Regions from separate parts of the Astyanax mexicanus genome. Here region 2 is linked to region 1. Evidence: chromatin contacts called from public Hi-C data. All regions are on one chromosome and are shown on one strand. Each heading gives the region's core, a stretch centred on a gene start, on an enhancer-like site or on the middle of the called end of the contact. The rest is flanking DNA. Distances are from core to core; before and after follow the strand shown.

Region 1 (7,071 bases), core at 1,990-4,489:
ATATATATATATCAGTATTTCTAAATATTATGTACAGTACCAGTCAAAGGTTTGGACACACCATAAATTCAGTTTTGCATCATTTCGCATCATTTTTTTTCTGCAATATAGATTTTAAAACAAAAGTCATCCAAACTAATAAGAAAACATATGGATTGTTAAGCATAAAATAAAACTGTTAAACAAAACATGACATGTTTCATATCATCAAAGTAGCACCTCTTGCTAAGATGACAGTTTTGAATATCTTATTATCTCATCTCAAGCACTCAGAAGATCATCATGGTGCTGTTATACACTGGCCCATGTTTGTCTTGTTTCCTCATTTCTTGGTTCTTTCTTTTCCTATCTTGTTTTATTGCTTGTCTGTTTCCGTGGCCGTTTCTGTACTTGTGTTCTTGTGGATTTTAGGAAAACATCCTCCTGTCCTCAAGCTGAACTTGCCAAGTCCGTACTGGCCAAGTATGGGAGTCCTTTCCTAGCCATGTGTTTCCCTCCCATTTGCTGTGCTGCACATGGCTCTGTTTTGTTGTTGTCGTGTCTCTCCACCCAAGCCCCACCCTGTCATCAAAGTTCTTACATGTAGGGCTGGGTATCATTTAAAAATGTTCGATACCGATACGATACTTTTTAAATACCTTTTTCTTAATTGTAATCAAAAAATACAAAAAGCGATAATTATTCTCACACAACATATTTATTTAATTTATGTAATCTTTTTCTCATACTGTCACCATGAGAGACTCCTCTTTCTGGATCTGTTTCTGGAACAAACAGCGAGCATATTTGTGGCGGTTTATTATGAACAAAAATCATTGCTCATGATTAAACTACAAATATAATATTCTTCCCACTCATATTGCTCCATGCATTTCAGTTTTAGAGTTCTTTTTTTAAATTATCAGCATTATATTGATACATTGAAAAGGTAGATTATATTAGTGGTGTCAATCATTTAAAATTGTATTATAATCATGATTCTTTTCTTTAATGCTGCTAGTTCCCTGTATTTTTGAGAGTTTGGCAGTAATAACAGTTTAGTGAGGTTTAGATCAGGCAGACTAGAGCTTTTTTAACTAAATGATAAAATCTCAGGACTGAGAGAAAGAGAGGGGAGAGACAGCGCGAGTTAGCAAGAGGCAAAGCGAGTTTTTGTTTTGTTTAATGTGCAAATATATAATTAGTCTAGTCTTTGTCTAGTTAGTCTCACTGTTTGTTTCTTTGTTCTTATTCTTTATGGAGTCAAATAAAATCTTCCTACTAGTGATGACAAAAGGGGGGCTTTTGGGAGATTGAATCAAATGAACCAATCGAATCAGATCAAATGATTCGTTCTTGTGAAACGTTCGAATCATTGACCACAGTGACATCTGCATGGCAATCAAACACCTTACCTGTTCAAAATAATTCTGACAAATAAGTTTGACAAATGATGAGAAATAAATAATAAAGCAATGCAAAGTATGTGATTTTTCTCCACAAAAAAAATCTCTCTTAAATCTCTTTTAAAATGTAGAAATGTTGTTGTGTCATGTGTTGATAACAAAAACAGTTCTGAGATCAGAGATCAGATTGTTCAACTCTCATTATGAAACATTTGGATGCAAAACATCCAAATTAATTTTCCAATGTGCCATCACTACTAGTTAGTTTCACTTTTTCCTAGTTTCCTAGTCTTTAGTGTTGTTTGTTTCTTTGTGCTTTTTCTTTATGGAGTTAAATAAAACCTTCCTGCATTTGCAAGAGTCGTTACAGGTACATCAGGGAACACCTCCTAATCCTGAAGCACATCTACAGCTTCCACTGCCTTAGAAAGACTGCCAGCATCTGCTAGAGCTCCACCCACTGATACTATAGTCTGTTTGATTCCCTTCCATCTGGCGGATGATACAACGCTGTGTGAGCCTCCACCTGCAGACTGAGACTGACTCTTCATACACACACACTTACACTGACACACCAAATAAGCTCTGCTCAAATTTCACACTTCCACACTGTTCAATATGTCTTACAGTCTGAACAGCTGTTGCCTGTGTTTGTGGGTCTCTACTCTCTACCATCGGTCATTTTTTTTAAGCTAGACTATGCTAAGTATACAGTACCAGTCAAAAGTTTGGTCACATCACTTAACACTCATTTAATGTGTATTCTTGTATTTGTATGATTTTTACATTTTACATTTACGCTTGAAGACTATATTAAAGCTGTACAGAAACACATGATGAATTATTCTGTAAACAAAAAGTGTTCAACAAATCAGAATGTGTTTTATACTTTAGATTCTTCTTAGTAGCAAATGTATCTTTGAAAACAGATCTGCACACTCTTGGTATTTTAATACCAGTGTCTTCATGAGGTAGTATGTATCTATTAATTTAATTATTTTTCCAATTAATCCATAAGTATGATTTGTTCTTTGTATTTGGCCATATGGAAGATATTTATATTGGCTAATACTACTGAATATTAAGTGCATTCATTAGATTTTAAAAACTCAAAATCACAAACCACAATTGACACATACTAAAAAATGTATGTCTGTGAGTGTGTGTGTGTGTGTGTGTGTGTGTGTGTGTGTGTGTTTATTGGACATTTATGGAAATTCAGAACAAACAACATTTTATTGCTGAACAAGAGACGATTCTGTGTTTTATGGGACAGGGGGCAACCCTATTTATGACAGGCTAAGCAATCTGAATACGGTTCTCAATGTTAATTCAGTTAAGAAAAGGCCTTTAAACTGTGAGAATGTGTTGATTTGTGTAAATTGTATACAGTATGTGACAGAAAAATTATTAAAAACATTGTAAAGCAAATTGTAAATTATGTTAATATGTTTATATGAAATTTGAGAAAACAACCTGCTAGATTTTTTTTGGCAATAAAACGTACAAACCATAGAAGACAACTGATGCTTAAGAAATGTAATATGAAACTGGGAAAAAATGGATAACATTTTAAATCATAGCAAAGACATTGAAATGTGAAATGTGATCACTTGTTAATGTGTTTTTATGACATGACGAATATAGAAATAAGATTATGCAATTTGTACATTGTGAAATTGAAATTTAAAACTGTTAAATTAAAATTAAAATATTCATTGCATTTTCCCCTCTATTTGATTTCAGGTTTAGTGAATGTGAACGTGAACAGTGGGTGTATTGCGCCACCGGGTGGAGAAATAACAGCAGCGCATTATGTGAGCGCGCTTTCGCTGAGGACTTTTATTTTGTAAAGTGAGTTACCCGGATGCTGTTTGTCGGTTATTTACTGTGAGGAGAAATGGCGGACATGGATGAGCTGTTCGGCAGTGATGGGGATAGCGAGGCGGAGCAGAGAGGTGATTTACTCCGCTTTATCCTCCGGCTTACACTGGAATTATCTGTGTAATAAACGGGGCTGTGTGCGGGTTACAGGGTTAAAGGGTCAGACGATTTTAGGGAGAGTTTTAGAGAGAGAACAGACCGGCTGTAGCCGAGCCGCAGCAGCAGCGGGGTCAGCCCGGGCCCCGGTGTGCACCACCACGCTTTATTATTAACAATAATAAAACTCTATAAATACCACTGATCCTGCTTAATCAGCTGTTTAACTTTTTAACTAATTTACTGATTATTTAGTGAAGCGTGTGTTTCAGAAGGAGATACAATATATAATAATAGCGTTTTAACCCACAGAGAACTAAGAGAAAGAAAATCAGAGCTTTTAAAAACTAATTCATTCCTTTATTAGTCTATACGCCATAGAGACCTAAGCTAAATAACCCAGACCTGTTTCTGATTATTGAATCAAATTTTACAATTGAATCAGATTAATTCAGTCAGAAGCTCATTCATGGTTTTTTTTTTCATATTTTGGGCACTATGGGTGGGTGATATGGCCCTTAAATAATATCACAAAACTTCATGGTGTTTTTATATGATAAATATGTTCTTGTCAATATGACACAATGCCTGTTTTTTTATTATAAGTACATGCTAAAGCAACAAAAATATTAATATGCTTTATTTATTATAAATCTAAGTTTCAATAAATCAGTATGAATACATAAAAAACAATAAATGTTTGTCTGTTTTGTAAGCTGTAACTAATAAGACTCTTTAATTTTTTATACAAAATTAATTTAACACAGTATAAAAAAATGTAACTACAACTAAAATAACTACAGAACTACCTAAATAAACAGAAAACAAACAATTAAAAGTAAAACAAATTCAGAAAAGACTGCCTTCTAGAATATAATAGGGTATTTGTGATATCGATATTCTTATCGATATGACACATTGATTGTTTTTTTACTATAAGTATATACTATTGCAGCACAAATATTAATACCTCTTATTTAGTATAAAGCAAAGTTTCAATTAATCAGCATAATCTAAAAAAAAATTATACACATTTGTATGTTTTGTGAAAAGTAACTTAACAAGACTTTGTTATACAAAATAACAGATTAGAAAATGTAGCAACAACTACAATGACCACAAAACTACCTAAATAAGCAGAAAACAACCAATCAAAACCAAAACAAATACAGAAAAGACTGCTTTCAAGAATATAATAATAAGAATGGGTAATATGGCCCTAAAATAATCACACTATTTCAGGATTTTTTTTTCTCTAGGCAATATAAAACAACATTGTTTTTTTTTATTATTATAAGTGTATACTACTGCACCAAAAATATTAATATCGTCGCTGTCCAATGAAAAACACTTATCTCCAAAACACCAACTTTACAGGAGAGAGAAAAAACCTTGTAAATTTTCAATGGAAGTCGATGTAAAAAGAGTTTGTTTCAGGTCATTTTGAAGAGTTTCTATTGGTCCGTTCATCAAGAAATTTTGCAACAGTGTAAGGGACAATTTGTCTGTTCAAATTATGTAATAAACTAAAAATCGACAAAAATGGAGATAAGTGTTTTTCATAGGACAGCGACGATATGCTTTGTTTAGTATTAATCTAACGTTTTCAAACCTTCAGTAGAAAGAAACAAAAAAACACTTTAACACCAGCTGACCAAGACTATATATATATAATCAGTTTAACAGACTAGAAAATGTAAAAATAAAAATAAAGTTATGTAACAACTAAAATCAACACAGTTAGCTAACAGTTAAAACGAGCAGTTACTACCAAAACAAATACAGAAAAAAATACTTTCAAGTGTATCATAAAATGGATTTTTTTTTATTGTCAAAAATATTGGTGATATTATCATGTATAATACGATATGGCACGCCCTCAGTGAGAACATGACTGTACATTTTTATGGTTAAAATCAGGATGTAATAGTACAACAATAATTTTGTAACCTGTTGTATTTTTATGTTTTGTTCTGTAAATCAGGTCAGACCTAATTTTATAAAATGTATGTTTAGCATTGGAATGGTGTTTTAATTTTTTATTAATTTTTATTATTTGTACAGTTAGTATGTAGGGTGTCTAGTCTCCCTGAAAGTTATTATTGCAAATATCTATATATCAATTATCGGTAATATCCTACATTAGTGCATTCCTATTTAAAAGTGTTATTAGGAGTTTTGACTCACCTTTTCTTATTCAACGTGTTTTCTTTCTTTTTATAATTTTTTTACATTGTAAATCTAATATTAAAGACTATATTAAAGCTCTACAGGAACACACACATTCGCACAGTTATATTTTTAAACAAAAAGTTTTGAACAAACCAGAATATGTTTTATACTTTAGATTCTTCTAGGTAGTACATTAATCTTTGAGGACAGATCTGCCCACTCTCGGTATTTTAATCTCAGTGTCTTCATGAGGGAGAGTCACCTGGAATAGTTTTCTCAGCATCTTGAAGGAGTTCCTAGGGGTGCATTATTTCCATGTATTTTTTTCATTTATTATCTACATTGTAAATTAAGAAGAAAGGCCCTCATTAATACAATGAGATTAAAATACCAGGAGTGTGCAGATCTGTCCTAAAAGATAAATGCGCTGCTTAGAAGAATCTAAAATATAAAACATACTGCAAAAGCTAAAACAAAAATTTATCTTTTACAAAATAATTCAGCATGTGTTCCTGTTCCGGTCTTTAATATTATATTATTATAATATTATATAATTTACAATGGAAGAAAGAAAACACATAGAATGAAAAGAGGTCAGTCAAAACTTTTACTGCCAGTTTAAGTTTAGTGATTTAGGAGCAATGGCCAAATGTTAGTAGTTGCCTGATATATTACAATCTTGTTGTGCAGAATCTGGTTCCGGTTCCGGTTCTGGTTCTGACTCGGAGCAGGAGAGACCCAGGTCTGCCAGCAACGGCTCTGGAAGCGAGAGTGAGAGGGAACGGGATGATGATGAAGATGAAGAAGGGCATGATGGTGGAAAGCCCAGCAATAAAGAGCTCTTTGGGGATGACAGTGAGGATGAACGTGGCAGTCAGCACAGCGGCAGCGACAACGACAACCAGTCTGAGCACTCGGGCAACCAATCGGACGCCAGCATGCACTCTGACAACGAACACTCGGAGGCGGAGCAGCACAGTGGCTCTGAGGGGCACCATGAGGAGGAAGATGATGAGGGTCACAGGTAGGACTGCATAATATGTTTAGTATCTACAGGGGTTGAACAATGAAACTGAAACACCTGGGGCCTCATGCACTAAAGGTGCGTACGCACAAAAGATGCAGCGTTGGCGTTATTGGAAAATATTGCTAATGGCCAAATTCATTGAGAGCGCATTTTCCGTGACCATTATGTTTTTTTTGGCCCATGATGAAGACTGGCTTATAAACCGTTTAGAGGATAAGAAAACGTGCGTGACGTGTGGCTTCTTGGTAAGCAACTCATTTAAAGCATTTAAATAAAAGCATTTATTATCCATCTTAGATAAATACAATTTAAAACATGGGTAATTATTATTATTATTATAACATTATACTCTGCATAATTGAGGGAGAAGTCGTGGCAGGTGTGATGTTTGCCTGCATTTGCGCTTTCAAGTTGATTGTGATGTACTAAGAGAAAGTACTTGGAATTCTACTGAACTTTTCAGGTCTAGGTGTACGGAACATTTTGGTAGGAAGTCCACGCAAGTCT
Region 2 (7,071 bases), core at 1,852-4,351, 66 kb before region 1:
ACATTTTTATTGAATATCTTTGATAGTAGACAGTGCCGCAGCGTTGTGTAGTTTAACAGTACAGTAATATAGATCCTCTTCTTCAGTCTGAACCTGCACTACAACAGTGGAGCAAGAGAACAGCTGCAGGTACAGCTGCAGACGTGCAGTAACATTTATACACTTATATATCATTCATATACATGTGTGTGTTTGAGGGGGGGGGGGTATCTGAAGAAGAGGCTTTAATGAGATGGATGTTTAAAATTAAAATAGAAAGATCATACACAGTTTTTTTTTTTATTTTTATTATTTCACAGGCTGGGAACCATGCCCCACACAAACACACACACACACTCTTTCACTCTCTCAAGTATTCACACACACTCATACAGCATGGTCCCGCTAATCCCACCCTTAAACCGAGAACCAAAAAAACAAAACAAAAAACAAATAAACTAAATTAAACAATAGAGGAATCATCGTTCACAGAAAACAAATAAGGAAAAATAAGACAACGTACAATTAACAAGTGGATTGATACACAAGGCTCCATCCTCAATCTCCAAACTGGTGTGTACGAAAAAACGAACAGAAAAAGAGCAACAAAAAAAGGAATGAAACAAAAAATTAAGCTACACCTATCAAAATAAAAGTACTTCAATTAGTTCTTTGAGTGACGGCAGTAAAGAAGCATTTTTGGGTGATGAGGTTCTTTAAGTATCCACGTTGTTAAGTTTGAAGAAGATTTAAAAATGTTAAAGCTACGTTCACATTACATTAATAAATTCCAATTCTTTGCTCAGATTGGCTCAGGTTTTGGTTAAATTTTGAATTAATTTTTAATTATAATTGTGTTTTAGATAAACTATATAGACAAAAGTACTGGGACACTAACAGTAGGTTTGGAGCACGGCAGTAATTTTTTTGACGTTCACATTAATATAATAATGCACATTTTGGTGTTCGAAACAACCCATAAAAGAATGTTTGTTGTCAAGCAAAAAAATATTATTACTAATAATTTTTATTAGTTTAATTTTTATTATTTAGTTTTAATAATACAATAGAAATCCCAAACATATTTTGTTGCACCATATTTTGTGCATGTGACGTGTGCATGCAATAAGGTAAAATTCAGCACAACACTGGTGCTGTCCAATGACAACTGCGCTAATTACGTATGTACAGGTCATAAACTAGATGCATGAAAACCAATCTTCACTTTTATATTCATGTAGCATGCCTGAAATAGACACAATCTATATTGTGTCCATCTCAAATCTGATCTGAAAAAGAATGGATTGGACATGTTCACATAGCCCTTAATAAATCAGTTTTAACTAATTTACTAATGCAAAATCACTTCAGCCCTGTAATGTGAACACAGCCTGAATGTTATCAGCTCCTTTATGGAATCACTCAAAGAAGCACTTAAAGCACCTTTACTATTTTTAAGAGTGTAGAACAGAAGAAATTGGTCCAGGTGTTCACACGGAATGTACGTGTGTTTCCCTCATGTGATCCAGCTAAAGAAAGTGCTCTGGGCTCCAGGTTTATCAACACAGAAATACACTTCACGCTAATGTAGTATTACTTTCGTGGCACTTCATTCACTCAACATCTGATCTCTCCTAATGCCAGTTCCTCAGGAGTTTTTGCACTGGAATGTAGCATATGCAGAAATTTTGGTCGCAAGCCTGTCGCTAAATTGAGAAAATGAAACATAATTGTGCATCAAAGACACTATATGGAATATAGGATTAGGACACCTATATAAGCGTCCTATTCTGAACCTATTCTTTTGCTGCTCTAACAGTAGATATGCTCTTCAGCACATTCCAAAAGACTTCTACTTATCAATTATAATCACCACCACCACTCTGGAGCTCAGTGAGCTCTTTACAATCCCCCATTCTTTCACTATAACTGTGTGTAAACCAGTGCTAACGGGACTGAATCACACACTCAAATGAAATGATGATTGGGTGTGTCCCCATACATTTGTCCATATAGTGTCCTCTGCAAAAGTGTATTCCTTTTAGTGAATTTATACACTCAAAAACAACAAACAAAAGAAAAAAACGCCACATGCTATTAAACCAGGGTGCCAAATCTTTTGCAGACTGTAGCTTTCCCATAGTTAATGCACCACCAACCAAAAAAGTGCTCTGAAAGGAAGAATCAATTGGTCAATCTTTTTCTTTACAAGTCTGAAGCGATAGTTCACTGAAATACCAGCTTCCACAGTTCCACTTCGGTTGAGTCCTGAGGCTAATGTAGCTAACAAGTAAGGACTGCACAGCTGAACACAAATGCGCCTGTTCACATGTATCTGGATTAAATAATAGTTTAAAAAAAAATAGGTTTGGATTTTGGTCTCCTCTCCACAAGAAAATGCTGTTTTTGGTCACTTAAATCGGAGCTTTTTGTAAAAACTAAGGTCGTTTTCAGTTGCTTTTTTTTTTCCTTCTTTCTAACCTTTCACATTTTCTCCCACAACAGAAGGAAGATTAAGATTAGAACACGCCTCCCTCAAACTTGGTTCTGATACATCAGCCCACAGATGCAGCCTTGTGCTGATCCACATCACCCTTTGGAGTGATGAGGGGAAATAGCGTAATCTACTGTACCCACCCAGAGAGAGAGCAAGACCAATTGTGCTCTTTTAGGGCTGTGGCAACTGATGGCAAGCTGCATGACTGGGATTCGAACCAGCGATCCCCCAATCATAGTGGAAGCGCTTTAGACTGCTGGACTACTCAAAGCCCCCTGTTTTGAATTAGAACCCATGATTTTTTGACTTGTAAAGTACACTACATAGGGCGTAGTGTGTGATTTGTAATTAATCTTCTGTGAGTTCTTCCTTTATCATGCTCTTTTAATTCCTATCATACTATCGCCCCAAACAGATTTACCATGCTAGTTCAAGTGTTTTTCTTTGCTGTGTGGACAGAAATATACTTCAAAAAAGCTTTTGTTTTTAAAAACATCCAGACACATGTGAACCGGGTCAGACTATATGCTGCCTTTATCCATTCATTGTTTATTGATGTTAAGCATGCAGAATTTAGCAATTAAAATCTGATTAAACATCAAACCACTGATTTATCACCAAGTGTGTGTTCGCGTGTGCGCTCTCACATGCAAGACTGCACTGGACATCTCATAGCTGCCCAGTCGCCGTGGTCGCCATGACTACCTCTACTGTCTCTATAAAAAGTCCAAAAGCTTAAAAAAAGCAACAAAACCCTCTTTCTTCTCCAGTGAGAACTCCTGGTGATCGATTTAAAAAGCAAAACTGAATCCAACATGGCCTCGTTTTCCTTCATTGCTGTCTGGCACAAACCCAAAGCCAACAATGTGTTTCTTCACACACCATTTTAACTGAGCCATTGTTTAACTGGGAGTTAACTGAGCTGGCGTTTGGCTTTCCTGCTGTTAGGGGCAGTAGAGCTGTTTGGCTGAAGCTTCATACATATACGCCCAATCCCATTTCTAATGTGAAGGAGTAAAATTATCCCTCAAAGCATTTGGACAATTTATTGTACCATTTAAGGTGGAATGGGGAATTTTACTAGCTAGCAAAACATACTATTTGTGATTTCTTTATGTTTGTTCCGAGTAGTTGAAACAAGCTTTTATTACCTTTTATTTTATATATTTTTTTCATTCCACCTTAAATGATGCAGCATCTTCTCTGCCGCTGTTGCACCATTTAAGGTGGAACGGGAAACTTAGCTAGCTAACGAGATGTATTATTAGTGATGTCTTTATGCTTGTTCTGAGAAGCTGAAATGAGCTTTAATTAGCTTTCATTTTATTTAATTTTTCCATTCCACCTTAAATGATGCAGCATCTGCTCTGCCTCTGCTCCAACACTTAAGGTGGAATGGGAAATTTAGCTAGCTAACGAGATGTATTATTAGTGATTTCTTTATGCTTGTTTTGAGGAGCTGAAATGAGCTTTTATCAGCTTTCATTTTACATTATTTTTCCATTTCACCTTAAATGATGCAGAATCTGCTCTGCCTCTGTTGCACCATTTTAGCTAGCTAGCTATAGAGACATACTATTAGTGATTTCTTTATGCTAGTTATAAGGAACTGAAATTAGCTTTTATTTTATTTAATTTTTCCGTTCCACCTTAAATAAAATGATGCAGCCTCTAGGGAAACTAAGGAGAATTTCAGAATGCAGATTCTTCAATTGAAATATATATATATATTATAGTCTACACAACTAGGATTATCCCCTGTCAGAGTGTCAACTGACCCACAATGTATAGTGCCTCTCATACTAGTCCATCTTGTGCAACCTACACCATGTTTATAGATAAAAGTGAGCCACATAAAAACCACATACGCAAATCTATTATTATAGCTTTAAATGAGTGCTCGATGTTTCGCTATTCTCTAATTGGTGGGTTTAAATTTCTAAAGACATGTTAGCTACATTAGCCTCCTAGCTCCAGTGCTAGACCCAAGTTGTACACACAGTCAGCACACAAGCACACACACACTTCACAGAACAGCTGAACAAACGCAACACTCACACATTCATGCACACTCCTACTCCTATCACAGAATAACCTAGTTGAGGAAAAATGCACTTTCACCGTGGGTGTGTCCGTCCCTGCAGGATGTGGAGCAATCACTTCAGTTCCTCAGCAGCCAAACCCACTCTGATAACATTTAAAACCTCTCAGCTGCTCTCTCTCTCTTTTTCTCTCTCTCTCCCCTTCAGTCTCAGCTGGGCTTCCATTCTTCACTAGTGTTGCTAGACTGGCTTTCATTTTATTCCTGTTTAAAAGGTTATAAATGGTGAACGAGTGTTGGAAATGTACATGACTCCTCAGTTCAGCTTAAGAGTCAGCCTTTTTTTTTCCCAAAATAAAAAAAAACAAATAAACTAAATAAACTAAATGAAAAAAAACAAAAAACAAAAAAAAACACCAAAATACCAAGATACCAAAAAGAGGTGTGCTGAAAAGACGAGAAAACTGAAATTAATGACTGACTAAACACAAAAAAAGGAGATATACAGCCATAAAAACAATAACGACAACAATAACAACGATGACAATAAGATAACAACAAAACAAGGTGGTTGAGAGCCAAATGGTGGACTTTTTCCAGTTGTGTCCCTTATTCAGGGTAAAACGCCACACTCTCTCAGGAGTTTGGCACGAGACTCATCTTCAGAGATGGAGAGAGTGAGCGAGAGAGCAGGAGAAAGAGCGAGAGAATCCGCTATGCGTCCCTCTCCAAGCGCCTTCTTCTCACTGAAAAAGAGAGAGAGATAAAAAAGAAAACAGAGACAGTGTTAGTGATCAGTGAACAAGTTCATTTAAAGTGATAGTTCAGCCAAGAAAATAAAACATATCTATTCAGATGTCAGATGTTTGTTGTCTGAGGCTTGCTTCTTTAGATTTTTTCTTGCAGCAAAAAAATCAGGACCCTATTGGCTCTATACTACTTTAACAGGTATAATAAAAAAAATCTGAATAAAATTTAAAATAAAATTTACCAAATGAATGATACCTGCAATTTTTACAGTAATACTACAAGCAAGCTTACCGTATTTTTCACACTATAAGGTGCACAATCAATGAACATCTATTTACTGGTCTATTTTCATACACCAGATTATAAGACCTAATACTAGGTGTGGCCTAGAGGGGTATAAAGGAGCAGGAGCATTAAAAAAATGATGTAAAACTAATGAAGCCAAAAGATTTTAAGACACTGGTGTCCTAATTAACCAAAAAAGGTGTTTTTTTACTTACATCACAGCTTCAGCACAAAACTAAAGAAACAAACTTCAGACACTAAACAGTTGTCTAGGTTTTAGGTGTAAATACAATTTTTGGCTGAATTTTTTCATGGTTAACAGCAGTTCCTATGTCTGTCTCTCGCTGGTCCAAAGCACACATGCTGTGGGAGCACATACACAGTTTAACGAGATCTGATCACCTAAAGAGATTAATGGACCCAGACACTGATAGAGTCAAACACTGATCTTGTTATCATGGTGAACTCTGCCGCACTGGACTCTCAAAAGGATTCAGATGAAGACACTCTGCCTACAGACCCACCTTAACCTTAGCTGACAGTCACCGCTGCCAATAACTGTAGTTATGTGTTGAGTTTCAATGAGCTGTGAGTCAGAAACGGTCCATATAACATTATGACACAATTATGACCTGGGTGTCCCCAAATTTGGACAAATACTGACTCTTGGCAGAGCTCTTCACTGAGGTCATGTGTGGCCAGATAAGGGCAGCAATCAGAATCTGATAACTAACCAGGTATTTATACACACACATAAAACAAAAAACACACACACACACACACAGTCCAATGAGCAAGTGAATCATAAACACTCCACACATACTAATAATAATAATGATGATTATGAAGTGAAAAAGCAAGTTAAGGATATCAGTGCTGCAACACACTGCAAACCTCTGTGGCTGAAAACTCATCAGCATTTAAACCCATAATCTGAACCATTAACTGTCTGAATCAATGTGTGTGAACTTTATTACTCTATACTACTTTAACAGAGATAATAAAAAAAATCTGAATAAAATTAAAAATAAAATTTACCAAATGAATGATATTTGCCATTTTTACAGTAATACTACAATCAAAGACAGTCACGATTTACAGATTCACAGTACTGATTACCATTGTACCAAAATACAGTAATCTGTTCACAGTGGTAGTCTATAGAGACTACCACTGTGAACTGATTACTGTATTTTTCACACTACAAGGTGCACCATCAATGAACATCTATTTACTGGTCTATTTTCATACACCAGATTATAAGGCACATTTTAAGCGCCACTTCTTAGGGGACAGGGGTGTTGCCGCCAGTGTTGGGAACGTTACTTTGAAAAAGTAATTAGATATAGTTACTAGTTACTTCTCCAAAACAGTAACTGAGTTACAAAAAACGGAGTTACTCCACTGTAAAAGTAACTAGTTACCAGTAAAATTAACTATTGCGTTACCCTTTCACAGTCTGATAATACTCACCACCTCTGAACGACCGAATGGCTAGAGCTTAGCAGGTAATGCTAAT

Evidence for each region. Hi-C and Micro-C count contacts between places; a contact is called where the count stands out from the background.
Region 2: a Hi-C map of muscle shows a contact between it and region 1, with 6 times the contacts expected there. The contact joins the enhancer-like site here to the promoter of leo1 in region 1. A contact is called at or near these places in 2 of 3 Hi-C or Micro-C datasets (both in muscle).

The regions. Positions count from the first base shown.
Region 1 is chr9:42,194,579-42,201,649 of AstMex3_surface, reverse strand. leo1 (LEO1 homolog, Paf1/RNA polymerase II complex component) reads left to right here and starts at 3,239. Exons shown (of 12, transcript XM_049483391.1): 1 at 3,239-3,343; 2 at 6,228-6,561. The coding sequence starts at 3,286. The region is part of intron 1 of LOC125804550 (a long non-coding RNA gene); the gene reads right to left.
Region 2 is chr9:42,260,716-42,267,786 of AstMex3_surface, reverse strand. It overlaps tmod2 (tropomodulin 2), which reads right to left. Exons shown (of 10, transcript XM_022679847.2): 10 at 1-5,263. The coding sequence ends at 5,232. All of the region lies in intron 1 of LOC125804550 (a long non-coding RNA gene), which reads right to left. Among protein-coding and RNA genes, the nearest start is that of lysmd2, 19 kb to the left of the region's middle. Within about 2 kb of position 3,101, the one cell type or tissue checked has an H3K27ac peak away from gene starts, as active enhancers do.